2 separate regions of the Sus scrofa genome follow, and region 2 is linked to region 1. Evidence: chromatin contacts called from public promoter capture Hi-C data. All regions are on one chromosome and are shown on one strand. Each heading gives the region's core, a stretch centred on a gene start, on an enhancer-like site or on the middle of the called end of the contact. The rest is flanking DNA. Distances are from core to core; before and after follow the strand shown. Region 1 holds the start of NFRKB (nuclear factor related to kappa-B-binding protein). Region 2 holds the start of APLP2 (amyloid-like protein 2).

What was found. Promoter capture Hi-C pulls out the DNA fragments that hold promoters and counts their contacts.
Region 2: a contact with region 1 is called in a promoter capture Hi-C map of fetal liver, with 2.4 times the contacts expected there. The contact joins the promoter of APLP2 here to the promoter of NFRKB in region 1. A contact is called at or near these places in 2 of 5 promoter capture datasets (fetal liver and liver) and 1 of 2 datasets of contacts at active chromatin or transcription factors (alveolar macrophages).

Annotation. Positions count from the first base shown.
Region 1 is chr9:56,654,318-56,659,371 of Sscrofa11.1, reverse strand. NFRKB (nuclear factor related to kappa-B-binding protein) reads left to right here and starts at 3,304. Exons shown (of 26, transcript XM_021063150.1): 1 at 3,304-3,424. PRDM10 (PR domain zinc finger protein 10) reads left to right here. Exons shown (of 22, transcript XM_013979568.2): 22 at 1-2,102.
Region 2 is chr9:56,795,209-56,800,623 of Sscrofa11.1, reverse strand. It overlaps APLP2 (amyloid-like protein 2), which reads right to left and starts at 1,843. Exons shown (of 17, transcript XM_021063158.1): 1 at 1,607-1,843. The coding sequence starts at 1,711.

The DNA of each region.
Region 1 (5,054 bases), core at 2,055-4,554:
TGTTAGGCTGTTGGTAGTGCTTTCCACAGATGCTGGCCCTCGGCCCATTCGGCCAGAACTTCGTGTTCTGATGGATCTTACTTTGTTACTCCACAATGTGGACTCCCTGCACAAGCACAGGTTGCTTTGATGGCAGCAGAATTTCAATTCCTACGTTAAAGCTTGGCCTCCCGTTCTCTGGTTGTATGAAGAAGAGGATATTGGAGATGACGGTACCAAGAAAAATTACCAAAACTTTATAGAGAGTATAAAAAGCACTGAGACCGTGTCCTGCCTGTCAGGATCCACTTACCCCTCATTGGTAAAGGGTGAATCCTGGCTCTTAACCAGGTATCTATTCAACTCTTGCTCACAGCATTCAGTGTATTTTAGTATTTCTAATGCTGTCTTAAAATGAACATTCTTTAAGGTTGGATGGAAAGGTGGTCCTCTTTATTTCTTAACACTTTTGACCTTTTGGTAAAATGACCAACTTCACATGTAGGGGAAAAATAAAAATGTGAGGACCATTTATCATATATTAAGCTAATTATAAGGGATCTGGTAGAAGTCCAGTCTTAATATTACACTGTCAGTTGGGAGAGGGAGAAAAACCTGCCTCAAATGATAGTTTTTCTTATTTGTGTTCCTGTTTGGGAGTCTTCTTAGCTATTAATTCAGTGGGAGAAGATATTTCCCTTTTTACTGTACATTCCAATTGTGCACCTAAAACAATGCAGAAATCAGTATGTATTTTGACAACTTTTTGTGACATGCTAATTCATTTTTAGAAGAATTATGGTATGGTAGAATCTATCACTCCAGCACAGAAAGACCTACCTTCAATTTCAAATGAAGTTAACTAATTTATTTTATTTACACTTCTGGGTAAAAACTGGTTCTATATATTAGGAAGTATAATAGCTTCTTTATGATAAAAATACTTTTTTTGAAAAGGAAACAACTCTATTGAACTATCTTTACTAATATGTAAATTTTGCACTTTATTTTTGAGACCTCATTCATTTAGTTGTCCCTGGAAATTTAGGCACTAAGAGGACTTGAAAGTTAACCTGGTAATTGTGTAAAAAATAAAAATGGGCTCTGTATCTTTGGTAACAAAGAGGTGCTGATGTTTTCAATAGAAAATAATGACTCTGTGTCACAATATAGAGATTTTGAGTCCCAGAGTCCTACAATGTGATGATTATAAATATGCTAGTGTTCAGTCTAGAAAGACTTGCTAGTAAAGAATGTGAGACTTTCTCAAAGGTCCAGTTTAGTTTTTATAACTTAACTTGGTCCTATTGGGTCCTTTTTAATTTGAACCAACAAGGTACCTCCCTCCCCTCAGGAATAACTTATTGATTAAAGCTGAAAACTATCGCTGAATGGAATGTTCATTTTATGCCAGATATTTCAAGTTTTAAAATACACCGAAGGGAAAAAATATTGTGGAAGGACCTGTGTTTCTTTCCCATCTGATTTCTTTTTTCCCCCTTTTTGTTTTTCTGTCCTTACATGGAAGAAGTAAAGACTCTAAAACTGATTTGTATATTATCAACCAGAGATGCAGGGGTGGCAGTCAAGCCAGACAACATTGCTTTGAGATCAGGTGTTCTGCACATTTATTCTAAGGTGGTAAATTTTCAAAAGGATTTGGATTCAAAGAGATGGCAGATGATAAGCCATCTGAAGACCCAATTTGGAAAAAAATGTATGTAGCCAATGTTTATATTGTGGCCTCTCCTAAGACACACTGACAGTGTAGTGTGAAAATTATGGAGTACCTTACATATATATTTTACATTTTTATTGTTTGATTTGTGCCCACATAAACAGACATTTCATCATGTAAAATTCCTGTTATTCTGGGAAAACCTATTGTTTTGATCTTGAATTGTTTTCTGATTTGGAATTATCCTTTCAAAAAACTCTTACGATATGTAGGACTAAAAAGCACTTCATGAGATGCTAAAGCTGACCCACAGGTTGAAAATGTTGACCCTATCCTGTTATTTAAATGTGAACATTTATTGTACATTCAGTGAGTTATAGTGTTAATAGTCTTGTGCTATTCAGCAGGTGTAAAAATTAATAAATATTTTTTTTTAATAAACGTCCTTCTTGTTTGTATGTGTATAAGTTACAAGTTTCTGAGATCATTACTTTTTTTTTTCCTTTTTAGGGCCCACTCGCGGCATATGGAGGTTCCCGGGCTAGGGGTCGAATTGGAGCTGTACCCGGCCTACACCACAGCCACAGCAATGCCAGGTCCAAGCTGCATCTGCGACCTACACCACAGCTCACCGCAGCACCGGATCCTTAACCCACTGAGTGAGGCCAGGGATGGAACCTGAGTCCTCATGGATCCCAGTCAAATTCGTTTCCGCTGCGCCACCACAGAAACTCTTTTTTCTTTTCTTTTCTTTTTTTTAATATTACAACTTACATTGTTTTGACTGGGGTTCCCTCTGGTGTTGTCAGAGATGTAAGGTTGGGGAGTTTAGGGATGACAACTATGGAATGATGTTTCCAGGCCCTTTTACTTGGTGGTTTCTAATTCGAGATCCCTCCCAACAACGTAACAGGAACTAGAATGGCTTCATTTGGAAACCACTATTTTCCAACCAGGGAGGAACTCTAGTTTGGCCCGCCAGCCTCTCTGAAATATTTCCATCCAATCGGGAGAACCGAGGATGGTCTTTGCACGACTGGTTGAAAGTAGCTGTGGAATAAGAAGTTTGAAACTATTCTAAATAAAACCTAGTGAAGAAGAAGAAAGGGATCCAGATTCTTAATAAGAGGAAGGTTATTGAGTGTGATTTAAAATTATTTCTTCGACGTGCGTACTTCCCGGACGTCAAGGGTCTAGGGACCTGAGAGAGAGGTGGGGCCGTGCACGCTGCGGGATGAGGGGGATAGAAGTAAGGTGGAGGGGCACGGGCTCCGATCCGCGTTATCCTCATTGAAACTTAGAAATCGCAAATTGGGAACAAACAGTGCACGCAGCTGAGGTACAAAGATGCTGAATGAAAAGTGCTCAGCATAGTTCCTGGAGCAGGGTATGCGCTCTGCAAACGTTAGCTAATAAAACTGCATTCATTCACTCACGGGCTCCGGAACCTCAATTCGGGAGGTAAGACACTAGAACCTCAATTCGGGAGGTAAGACACTAGAAGCTTCTAAACTAGCGAAGTCCAACCAGCAGAGCTCAAGCCGAAGTGCCACGCCCAGCAGCTAGGGCTCGAGGAGCTCCAGGCTTCGCCCTGCCCCGCCCCGCCCCGCCCCCGGCGCTTCGAGGCCCCGCCTAGCGCAGCCCCGCCCCTTCCGCCGCCTGAGCCCGGAGCGTGCACGCACCGAGACGCCTTGCGGGAGCGAGCGCGTCCGGGAGCCCGCGGGCCGAGAAACGCAGCGGGTCTGGAGACCCGCGCCCGCGGCGCAGGTGAGGGCAGGCCAGGGGCGGCGAAAGGGTTAAAGTGTTGCCGGGGAGCGGAAAGAGGGAGCGGACGGCTGGGTCTCCGAGGGTCGCTGCTCCTGTGGGCACCGGGCAGGGGAGCGGGCGTGTATGGGAGCCGGGCGGCCCGGGTAGGTGGGGGTTAGGGTTAGGCACGGCGTGGGGGAGGGGTCGTGGCAGCGGAGGTGCACTTTGGGGGGGAGGGACCCGTGCCTTGGGCTGGAGCGGAGCCGCTAGGGAGGGTTTGCAGCAGGGGCTACGGATTTGGAGTGGGCGGTTGCTCCGGAAGCAGCCTAGGGTTTAGCGTCTGTATTGGGGAGGATTCTGGAGGGAAGGTTGTCCGAGGTGCAGAGTCCTTCCTGGTCTAGTAGAGAGCTCCAGGAGCCCACAAGACTTAGAAATCCTTGGCTTCCGGGGTTCCAACCCTTTGGCAGCTGCCTGCTTTTTGTATTTTGAGATTCTCTTCAGAATAGTACCGGGGCAAAGGTTGCCACTCGATTAGAGTAAATTTAGCTACCCATTCACCGTAATTGAAGAAACTTGTGAACAAGTGTGAAACAGGTGAACCTCCTAAGAGTCAGAACACTGCTTTGCAGCTGTTAGCCTGTTCTTTGCCAGTTCTCTTAAGAGGACTTTATTCTGAGCGTCAGGTTGCATCTACATTTTGTTTCTTTTCAAAAGTTTTATGAACGTTGATGCCATGTGCTCTTCTCACCTGCTTCAGTTATTTAGGCACCAGGAGTGTTAGTTCACCAAGAGCTGAAGGGTACTGGGCACAGTTAATTGGAGACCACACAGCTGCTTTGAACACTGTCTTTCCACCGCATCTTTACATAGATAGATCTGGCATCATCTCTTCCAGATATCTTGAACTAGTTAGTGGAAAGGTGCTTATTTTAGCAGTAGTATTACAAGTCTGCTCCTTATCACTAGAGAGCTTCAGAGTGAGAAGTCATTACATGACTACATGAAGTTATATAAATGCATCCATCTGGAGATTATTCATTTCAGGATTCCAGGATTGGAAATAACAGGGAAGAGGACCTCACCCAACTCCCCTTCATCTTATAGATAAGGAACTTGATAGCCAGTCAGTTAAGATTTGCCCAGAGTCATTGAGATTAGGCTAGAAGTTTGGTATTTAACTGTTAAATCTATCTTTTTCTTTCCATTTGGTAGGAATCAGAGCTAGAGAATGGATTTAGCAGATGTTTGTAGAGTGATTGAGTTCAGCCTGCCTATGGGCTTGTTAACTTGTTCACTCCTGTGACCTCAGCTTTGCACCTGATTCCATCCATCATCAGTCTTATGATGAAAGAAAAAGTTTCCCACATACTTTTCTAAAGGTAGCCAGCAGTGTTCAGTTATTACTGGAAGGAGAAAAATAGTATTATATTTACATGGTTATAAATATCAGCCCGACCAGCTGAAGGAGGCTTGGGCACTGACTTTGCTGGCTGTCCTGGTCAGGTGTGTGGAGACTCTAAAGTTTGTATGGACTAGTAAAGTCATGTTAAGATACTTCTTTTTCCTGATTTAAATTGACAGTTTATCCAGGGGTTTGCAATCGTGGGTTTTTCAGTTGTACCTCTGGGGTTGGGCAAGTTTCTTATCTACT
Region 2 (5,415 bases), core at 594-3,093, 140 kb before region 1:
AAGTTACTCATACCACCCCCACCCCACCCCCACCCCGGGAAGTGAGGCAAAAAAGTGAACAATCGTTTCTGACACCCTGACTTGAGAGTTAAATTCTATGTTCCGTACACAATCCTTTTTCCTCCCCCTCCCATCCACTGATCTAGCTCACTTCCCTGCAACACTATATAGGGAATCAGATATAAATATAAGAATTGCGTGGAAAACACAAAAAATCCTAATCTAAAAGCATGCCTATATGAACCGTAATTCTACTCAAAACTGAACTTTTTTTCTCCCCTAAAGAATCAAAGCTTTGATGCATACAAACGTTTTAAGCCGTTCCATGGAGGTTTGTTCTTGATTAGATTTATTCTGATGGTGCAAATATTTAAACACGCTGCTGAAGAATATATTCTAACTTGGGGTTTTTATAAGTCAAAGTTTTTACTGTCAGTCAATGCCCAGGTAATCAAATCCAGTCTCACTTCCCTGTGCAATTAGCCAAATACGCAGAAATCCACTGCAATTTTTAAAAGAGTGAAGAGGGGAAATGAACTACACCAGAAACGCATTCCAGTCCGACAGTTCACGCACTATTTGGAGAAGGCAAGTAAAAATAAAGCCCCACGTCTCCCTCAGGAACAGAAAGGCTTCTATGAAGCGGCAATGTCCAGGCCACGCCGCAGACCCACGCACCCCAGCGAGTCACCCTGGAACCCAGACACTTAAGCACCTTGCGACACAAAGATGTCTACGGGATTATCAGTTGCAGAAAAACTACTTATACTAAAAAAGTAAGATTAAACCAAAGACTTTTTACAACGTAAAACGAGAACCGTCCCTACTCGCCGAAACCCACCACATAAGGGAGCAACACCAACAGCAAGGGGGGGGTGGGGGTCCCCTTGTTTATTAGATGCAGGCAAACAGCTATATTTAACAATTTCTCCCGAAGGCCCGATGCCAGGGCGGAGGATCTGGGTAGAGGGGCATACAGAAGCAGAGGGCACACCCGCTGCGGGGGACAGTAGCCTGCTTCGGTGCAGTCCGAGAGGCGCTCGCCTGGGCACAGCCGCACTTCCCAGGCGCCCGCATCTCCGCCGCTCGGCCCACCTCGCCAACAAAGGCCGCATCCACCGCTTCCCGGTGGGAAACCCCAAGACCGCGCGGGGAGCGCACTGCCTGCTCCAGCCCGGGTTGGGGTCTGCGCGGCCGCGCCCGGAGCGAGTCCAGCCGCACTGGGTCCGGGGCTGCGGGCCACCGCGGGGCGCACGGCAGAGGCTCGCGTGATCCCGGGGGAGGGCGGGTGAGGGATCTAAGCCGCGCGGGGTCCCAAGAGGATGGGGCAGCGCTGCAGGAGGGATGGGGGCTGGGGAGGCCAAGGCGGCCCGCCGCCCCCCGCAACCTCGATGCCTTTCATTTGGCCTCTGCGGCGGCAGAGGCAGCCCGACCTCGAGGGCTAAGCACTGCGCCAAGCAGGGGCGGGCGCGGGAGGCGCGCCAGAACCGCCGCAGCGCCGGACCACCCCCACCTCCCCGCGCCCCGCGCCCCTGGCTCGGACCCGCAGGCCGCACTCGCTTGGCGGGCGCAGGAGAAAGGGTTCAGGCGCTCGCCCGGTCCCCACCTCAATGTAGCCGGCCAGCGCCGCAGCGGGAGCCGACAGCCCGAGCAGCAATAAGAGGAGGAATTTGCCCGTGGCAGCTGCGGCCGCGGTCCGGGTGGCCGCCATCCCTCGCCGGGTCCCACTTGCGGTCGGCTCTCAAAAATCGCACCCTCGACGTTCGAAGCTCTCCCTACCGCGACCCTGAAGCAACTGAAGCCAGTTCGCCGCCGCCCCGGGGGTTTTACACCAACCGGAACTGACTTCACAAACCCACGCCCTCCATTTCCGAAGCCCAATGCTGGCCCGCAGAACCGCCCCAAGACCCCGCCCCTTGTTCAGCCCAGACCCAATCAGGGGACGGAAAAGCCCGCACCCCGCCGCCCCTGCCGCGCACCCCCACAAGGCCCCGCCCCTCGGCCGCTGACGCCCCGCCCCAGCCTAGACCCTACAGCCCCCGGAGCGCGGGGGTGTGCGCGGGTGGGTGGAAGGGAGGCCGAGGTTCGGTTCCAGTCGGGGGCGCGCCTCGGGCTCCAGCGTCGCGGCACAGTTATCCGTCCGCACTGCGCCCGTGTCTTCGCCTGCTGCCGCCTGATAAGGGCACGCCCCGCTCCCCCGCCCCTGCGGGGTATTTTCCAGATTCCTTTGGGTACCGCCCTCTTTTTGGTTCTGAAAATCTTTTATTAAAAACAGGATTTTAAAAACCAGGATGAATTGTTCCGAGGCCAGGCAAGGTTGCTGAAGGCCCTCCTCTTGGGCTGAGGAAGGGCTGCCATGAGGCAGCTTTCCTCCGCTTCGACCCTGAGCAGGGCGCGCCCCTTTCCAGCGCGAGGAGCCGACTTCGCCCTTTTGTCGCTCCTTGAAGGGCTCCGCCCCCGCAGTGTTTCCAGGCTTTTGACCTCTGTTCCTTAGGCCTCACCCTTACCCTTCCTTCCCAGGGGCGACTCGAACCTAGGATGGCGTCCTCCTACTGCAGACCAGCTGGGCAAGGACCTCAAAGCCCAAGGTCGCCTTCCTCGTGTGTTTTAGGAAAAAAGCATTTTTCTTTCTTCAGTCTAAGATGACTAGCAAGAGACCTGCTTCCCTCTGCCTTTTTGCTCCACTGCTTTTCCACTTCAGGAAACATTCAGCTGCTCTGGTCCTCAGCTGCCAAGGCCTGGCCAGGGCTGGGGCGCCTCTGGCTTTGTTTCCTTTCAATAGCCTCGTGATTTATGGACCACCCCCTGCAGAGTCCTTGCTAGTTTCCAAATAAATAGAGACCAGAGTCTCTAAAAAGGAAGAGGCAGTGTCCACAGAGCACACGGTGAGGAGAACGCTGCATTTTCCAGCCTCTGCGTGGCATGCCCGTTCTTGTGATTGAACAGCTCTATCTACCCCGCTGCCCAAAAGCAGCCCGCACCTTTCCACTACAGAGCGTTCCCATGCCTGCACTGTCCTCGCTCCAACATTTACCCGTTGAAAACATTTTCATCTTCCTGTGCTCGCTTGGAGGTAGCCATCTGTTTCTGAATCCCCAGAGTGCTGTTCCCCATTATGGCACTTGTTCCCCTGGTTATTTCCATAGCCCTTGTGCCACTGACAAGATATGGATATATGTCATACTGCAGGTTATCTCACCCTCCATACCCCATCACACATTTGTGAAGCATCACTGAAACCACTTCTGTGGCACTGGTCCTAGTTCAGCTGCTGCTTTGGACTGAATTGTGTCGTCCCCAGCATTCACCTATGTTGCAGCCCTGGCCCCCAGTAGGTTGGTAGTCAGAGATGGGGCCTTTGGGAGGTAATTAGGATTAGATGACGTCTTGAGGGTAAGGGCCCTCAAAGGGGATTAGTGCTCTTATAATAAGAGACCAGAGAGTTTGCTTTCTTTCCCCACCCCCATCCCACCCCCACCCCATGTGAGGACATAGTGAGATCAGGAAAAGTGTCCTCAGCATGGGACACCAGGTTGGCCAGCACCACGCTGTAGGACTTGCCAGCCTCCAGAACCAAGAAAGAAATTTCTGTTGTTTAAGGCACCCAGTCTGTTGTACTGGATTATGGCAGCCGGAACTGACTAGTGCAGCTGAGTCACTATGGGTAAGCCTTCATCATTTGAATTGTCTTTCCTTCCTTAACAAGCGTGAATATTAAAAACCTGTCTTATAAGAGTTTCTGTTGTGGCTCGGTGGGTTAAGAACCCAACTAGTGTCCATGAGGATGTGGGTTGGATCCGTGGCCTTGTTCAGTGAGTTAAGAAACTGACATGGCCATAAGCTGAGGTGAAGTTCACAGATGAGGCTCAGATCCGGCGTTGCTGTGGCTGTGATGTAGGACAGCAGCTGCAGCTCCAACTCAACCCCTGGCCCAGAAACTTCCATATGCCGCAGGTGCAGTCCTCAAAAAAAAAAAAAAAAAAAAGCCTGTCTTCACCAATTTGTGTGATGCAATGAAAAATGAATGTATGATACTAAAAAGCATGAAGTGTAAGTTTCTGTGAAAATATGCATGGAAGCAGTATCAAGTGTCTGTGAGAGTCCTACTTTTGTTGTGGATCCTTGTATGAGTCCTCCAGACTGTCTGGTACCTTTTGTTTCCTTCCCCACAAAATCTGAGACTTGAAGACAGGAACATCTAAATGTCTATGAATCTAAATGCAAAGAGGAAAGCAAGTGAAATTCCCTGGTTCAGAGCAGTGGCCTCAATATTCATGCTTTTGGGGACTGTGTATATTCAAGGCTGAGCTCTAATATGGGAAAGGATAAGGAAATATAGACAAATGACTTAGGAGTTTTTCTTTTCTTCTCTTTTCTTTGTCTTTTGTCTTTTTAGGGGCACCCAAGGCCTCTGGAGGTTTCCAGGCTAGGGATCTAATCCACACCACAGCCACAGCAATGCCAGATCCTTAACCCACAGAACGAGGCCAGGGATTAAACCCACAACCTCATGGTTCTCAGTCAGATTCATTTCCGCTGCACAAAAACTTCATTTAGGAGTCTTTCTATCTAAAGTTATTTCAGTTCTAACAGGAGTTTACTTGCATTTTGGGGGTCACTGGTGGATCATTAATAAAAGTTTGTTGCTCTTTTCATCACTGTTCTTGATTTTTTTTTTTTTTTCTTTTTAGGGCTGAGCCTGAGCATATAGTTGTTCCCAGGCTAGGGGTTGAATCGGAGCTGCAGCTGCTGGCCTACGCCACAGCCACAGCAACAACAGATCTGAGCCTCATTTGTGACTTAAACTGCAGTTTGCAGCAACTGAGCAAGGCCAGGGATCAAACTGTCATCCTCACAGAGACTATGTCGGGTTCTTAACCTGCTGAGCCACAAAGGGAATTCCTCAACGTGCTTGACTTTAAAATGTTCCTCTCGGAGATCCCATGTGGCACATTGGGTTGAGAATCTGGCATTGACAGTGCAGTGACTCAGCTTGCTGCTGTGGCTTGAGTTCCATTCCTGGCTTGGGAACTTCCATGTGCCATGGGCTTGGCCAAAAAAGAAATAGTCTCTTTTTATTGACACAGGAGCATACCTAGTCTTGTAATTCTCAAACAATAATTTTTCATCCCAAATATGCTTATGTCAGTGACCAAAATATTACCCTTTGTGCAAAAAAGTTAAACGGCCTAAAATAATCTCCTTTTTCTCTTCTCTCTCTCTCTCTCTCTCTTTTTTTGCATTTTAGGGCCACACTCACGGCATATGGAAGTTCCCAGGCAGCTAGGGGTCTAATCAGAGCTACAGCTGTGGGCCTATACCACATCCACAGCAATGTGGGATCCGAGCCGTGTCTGCAACCTACACCACAGCTCATGGCAATGCCAGATCCTCAACCCACTGAGTGAGGCCAGG